Regions from separate parts of the Anas platyrhynchos genome. Here region 2 is linked to region 1. The links are chromatin contacts, called in public Hi-C maps. All regions are on one chromosome and are shown on one strand. The core of a region is the stretch at or near the end of the contact, and the rest is flanking DNA. Distances in the headings are between cores, read along the strand shown.

The links. Hi-C and Micro-C count contacts between places; a contact is called where the count stands out from the background.
Region 2: a contact with region 1 is called in a Hi-C map of liver, with 3 times the contacts expected there. The contact joins two enhancer-like sites. A contact is called at or near these places in 2 of 8 Hi-C or Micro-C datasets (liver and skeletal muscle).

Annotation. Positions count from the first base shown.
Region 1 is chr1:41,746,519-41,749,218 of IASCAAS_PekinDuck_T2T, forward strand. All of the region lies in intron 3 of PAWR (pro-apoptotic WT1 regulator), which reads right to left. Among named protein-coding and RNA genes, the nearest start is that of PAWR, 48 kb to the right of the region's middle. Within about 2 kb of position 1,348, at least 1 of the 8 cell types and tissues checked has an H3K27ac peak or open chromatin away from gene starts, as enhancers often do.
Region 2 is chr1:41,803,786-41,806,597 of IASCAAS_PekinDuck_T2T, forward strand. No RefSeq gene overlaps it. Among named protein-coding and RNA genes, the nearest start is that of PAWR, 9.0 kb to the left of the region's middle. Within about 2 kb of position 1,531, at least 4 of the 8 cell types and tissues checked have an H3K27ac peak or open chromatin away from gene starts, as enhancers often do.

The DNA.
Region 1 (2,700 bases), core at 98-2,597:
CTTAAGACTGGGAGGAGATACCCACTTAGACATCATCATCTCTGACAGCTGAGCAGAATTTCTACATTGACTCCTCTGGGAATAAAAGAAGCTTTCCAAACCAGCGTTCAATTATCTGAGTTAAAAGTGGTGCCAGTCCAAAAAAGCACGCATGTGGGAAAATGAATTCCTTGACATGAGGCCCCTGCTGACTGCTCAAAAGCATTAGCTGAGAAATTGAGAAACTGCTTCCTATTCCTTCTGGCCGTATAAAGGCTAATGCGCAAGCTTATGCAATTTTGGAGTATAACTTCATGAAGTCAACAGTGAAAGAAACAAACAGAGCAACCACAGAACAAAAACCTGCTCAAAACAGGCTGAGTATATGGCAGCAACATCTGGAGATAAGAAAATAGGAAAGGAAAAGCAAACAAAGCAAAAAAATCTTAATGGAGAGATCACAGCACAACTTAACAGAAACTACAAGAAAGAAATCATAATGTACACACTCTGCACAAGGATTTAGGAAGTGCCTGAAACCCCTGCCACTGCCAGGCACCATTGAGAACCCGAAGCAGCAGCCAGGAGCCTCCGCTCAGGCTTTGTTCAGCTTCGGTGTTCATGCAGGTCCTGCAACGAACCGCTGTGGGTGTGCACATAGGAACTAATACTCAACTAGAAAAGACTTCATGGGTACATTTGACTTAATTTACCGGGAGTGAAATGCGTTCCTAAAATGAGATTTGAAGTTGGAATGGCTCCTTCACTAAATTAAATGCTCCTGATGTGGCTGTGTAAAGCATTCCTCACCAGCAGCAGTGTCTGGTAGCACGCGTGTGATAGAGTTGAACCAGACTTGCTGAGCTTGTGCAGATCCTTTGGGGAATACAAAACTTACCGAATGCAGATGGCTCAGCACCACACACACACAGGCTGCTCACATGAGAGGACAGGAGGAAGATTTTGGCAAATAAACCTGTGCTGCCGCAGCCATGAAGATTATGCAGCCCATTCAACAAGGAATTCCACTGTTTTGAAACTGCCTTTCTACAAAAGCGACAATAACAACACGCACACAATTTAATTAAATTAGTTAATTATACCAGACAAGACTACCATGCAACATTATCACTCTTAAACCCAGAGAGGTGAGCTGGGTGAGTAACTTCTTAATGAAGAAGTTACTATGTTCGGTTTTTTGTCCTATTGCACAGTCTCCAACACTACAGACAAAACGCATTACAAAACAATTATTAAGAGTGCAAAGTCAACCAGTTCAGAAAGCACCAGAATGTCAATGACTTAGGCATCTTTTATTCAGATCGTTACAACTACATGCTTGATGCTGATTCTCACGGCGTCATCCCATGACACACTTTTGCACAAGACCTCTGACACACCACACAAAGCACCGTACTCTGTGAGTACTGTCCAGGGTTTGCATTTGTTGCATTTTCAAGTAGCAGCCACCATGCTGTATTTACTGCAGTTGGTGTGCTCAAACTGCTCTGGTACATGCCTGTATTACTGTAGACTGCTTGCGTGATGGATCAATCATACAGGATCGTGGAAAGATGGAATTCCTGGGTTTGTATTTTCCTTAGAGAGATCAAAGGAATAATTTGGGTGTCCCAAGTCATGCCAAGAATCTCAGTTAAACATGGGAAGTACCTGGTTTGTGTCCGGAACCGTGCAGAGCAGCAAATCCCCTGTGCCCAGTGTCACTTTAAAATCACTGCACATGGAAAACCTACTTTAGATGTAAGTGCATTAAATAAATAAGTGATGCTTCAATGTTTAAACACTGGATTTCAGTACTTTTTAATCCATCCTATGGGAATACTTTGGACATACAATAAAATTTCCTCTTGAGTCTTTCTATTGCATTCACTGTTATTGTCTAAGTGCTCTGTGAATACTAATTGTTTTTTCACCATCCCTGTCAGACAGATCATGTCATTAATCTGCAAAGAGAAAACCCAACATTATATGGTAATTTAACTGTCAAATATCAGTCCTACAATCTGATTTTGCAGAATTACACGCAACTTCATACACTCAAATACAGCCTCTCCTAATTTACATATTTTTGTATTTTAAACACGTATTATTTAAGTTTTTTTTGTTGGTTTTTTTTTTTAAGTATACCAGTATTATGATCATGTTATTATGTAAAATAACACTTGGCCTAACATCTGAACAAATATAGCATAAAAAATAAAAGCACGTCTTAATAAATTGGGGCACTCCCTGTAGCATAACTGAACAGCCTCAGTGAAAAGTAACACCATAAAAATATAGATATAAAAGGTAATAATGACTCTTAAATGCAGGCACCCAGTTCTCCTTTGCAAGAACTATGTGAAACCTAGATAGAAAGCACTGAAAAGCTGTGGTCAGGTACTAATAGATATAAACATCATTACTACATCAGATAATAGCTATTGCAAAGCGATGCTGTATGTCATTACACTGTTGTGCAAAATAAAAAGCCAGTAAACGCAAAATAGACAGGTATAAACTGCAATAATGCAAGTTAAGAGGCTTATTTGGCAGCATATCCTTGGCATAAGATTCAAGCAGAAAACTCTTGGGATGCTTGTGCCAAGCAGGTTTTCAGCTGTTTCCTAATGGAGATGCACGTAATACTTCAGTTCGCTGCATTCCTCGTGGCTTTTCACACAGCTTAGAAGCCACCAGAGACTTTCATTCCCTAACTTG
Region 2 (2,812 bases), core at 281-2,780, 57 kb after region 1:
GCAAGAAAAGGGGGAAGGGGCGGCAGGTAGCAGGGGTGGAGGGAGAGGACACCAAGTGTTGAGGCTGCAGAAGTTGTGGTCAGCAGAGAAGTTGATGGAAGATACCACAGTGGAACTATCAGCAAGAGAAGAAGTAACCCATGGTCAGCTCTGAAGAGTGAGTGAAACAACAGGGAAGCAACAAATGAGCAGAAAATGCAAGGACCAAGCAGAAGGGTGGGAGACAGCCTAGCTGGGCAGAAATTGGCAGTGACTACAAGAACTGAGGAGTGCTGGGAGCTGAATGCCCCAGGAGGGTCCCGGAGATCTGGGTGGCGTACAGGAGCAGCTGAGGAGGCTGACAGCCGAGATGAGAAGATGGAGTCAGTTTTCTCCAGAAGCTGTGGCATGTCGGTAAGCTTGTAGGGACTTGTTAGTAAAACATGAAGGGAGTTCTTACGCTGGATGTCTGTGTGTAGCAATGCTGAGTGCCACTCCCCAGAAACTGTGGAAATTCAGAGTGCTTAAGGTCTTCAGGGCAGTGGCTTCTTGGATCTTTCGGTTATTGCGGCTATCACCCTGAACTACAAATAACGTAGCTCAAAGCTCTCCCCAGCACACAGAACAGGTATAAATGGTGGCTTGGAAATAGGGGCAGAACCCTGCCAACGCAGGGCTGAGGAGAAAAGGTGGAGGAGACTGGAGAATAATGTTAAAAGGAAAGTGAGCAGTGCTTGTGATATAGTATACGTGTTTGCAAAGCAATGATCAGGGAGGAGAGACTGACTGAGGCAAAGGAAAAGGAGACTAGAGAGATACTGCAGTGTACACAGTGCTCTGGTTACAAAGCAAAGCCTGTAAGCAACACACTTGCATGGTGGTCACACTGCAATGGGGTTGGGCAAGGAGTTAATCTGCATTTGGCATTTCAGCCAAGTTCAGTGCTGCTATAAAACACAGGCTTGCCAACTCCTGATACAAAGGATTTTTTTTTCCTTTTTAAAAATTTGCCTTCCCCCCTTGTCACTGGGCTCTAGCTGAGCCTTCCTGGGGCGCTTTGCACGTGCTGGCTCCCCGGCCACAGGGCTGCTGGCACAGCGCAGGGCACCGGTGCCAGTGCCAATGCCTGTGCCAATGCCAACACCAGTATCGAGAGGCTCCAGCAGGACCATGCTAGCCAAATCTGTTCTCCCAGGCTCACCGGCCTGCCCTGAGGGGACAGTTTCAGCCCAGCAGGCTGGCCGAGAGCTCTCTGCACCGTTCATTTTTTTGGTACGCGGTGCTCGGAGGCCTTGCTGCGCTCAGCCTCCCTTCACGCCTCAATTAACTCGAGATTTCTGCTCCTCGCCCCGCTCCCTGCCTCAGCCCAGCTCCGGCTCGGCTCGCACAGAGGCAGAAGGACCTGGAGGGGCTGCCCCCAAGCAACAACAAGAGCGGGCAGTCCTGGAAACCCCCCTGCCAAACGCCTCCAGGGCGCCCGAGGGCCTGGGCTGGGCCCGGGTCGCCCCTGACAGGGCAGCGGGGCCCGGCTGCCGCGGCCCCCGGGTGCCGCCTGCTGGCTGCCGGCACGGCCCGGCCCGGGGATATAAAACGGGAGCGCATCGCTCCTCGGCGGTGCAGGGGGGAGAAACAAGCGGCAGAAGCAGGCTGGCACGGAGCTCCGGCAGCTGTAGGAAGGGGTGGCTGCGGCTGAGTTAGCGGGCAGCCCGCACGGCGTGAAGCAGCACCCGTGGCTGCAGGTTTGGTGGGAGGAAAGACTTTCGTATCCTGCCGCTTGCCATAAAAACCTGAGGGGTGAGCTGACGACAGCTGGAGAACCGCGATAAGAGCAGTTCGTGCAAATGTGGATTTTTTTTTTTTATTTTTGTTTTTTTTTTTTAAACCATTTCACTTTTCCATTAAATCTTGTGTCTGGGCAGCGAGTACGCTGTGTCCCCACACATGTATTTTGTGTACCTTTTCCCTAGACGTGTATTTAGTGCCAGCTGGCAGGATGAAGCTCCTCTCCCTTGGAAGCCTCAGGGTGCAGGGCTGGGTGAGCCCCCCAGAAAGCAGCAGCTTGATTTTAGCTGCAACGTAGCAACTCCGAGTCAGGCCTGTCCTTATTGAGGCTGAGATGCAGCCTGAAAACAAGGGTACCTGATGTAGACACTCACACAGGCAACAGGACTGGCTCCCCTGTCCGCTTTGGTAGGGGAGGGCTGGGGCTGGCATAGCCACCTGCGGGGCTGGGGGCTCTGGGGTCCAGAGATGCTCCAGCTCAAGGCCAGAGATGTCTGCAACCACTTCTCACTGTATGGTTTGCTCCAGGGGCCATTCTGCCCAGCTCATCTCCCCGCTCAAAGGACACCGTGTACTGCAACAGGTGGAGCTCCCAAAGACGGTTCCAAGGGTTCTTCTCTCCCCCCCTATTTTTTTCTTTCTGTTTTTTCCCCTTTGTTATAAAGGCTGGAAGGACCACACTGGAAGATGAATTGTGCTGCCCTGGCTAACTACTTCTGCTAAGCTTTAATAGGCTTGCGAAACAGATGGGTAGAACCCAACCAAGGAGGGTGAAATAATTAGGGTTGGAATGCGGGGCTTTTGTCCCTGCCATCATTATCCCTGGGCCAGATCAGAAACATTAGACATCCAACAGGTGATGTTTTCAGACGAAGAAACGAACAGTTCCTCCTTTCTCTAAAGGCTACATACTTTTGCTATCTAATCAGTAATACAGACCAGGGAGGTGCTGACAAAAGTAAGAATAGCTGATGACTTCATCGGTGTGGCAGCAGCTCTCCCTTTAAAGCGTCAGCAATTCATTGTGGGTTTTTGAAGCTCTTTTTTTTTT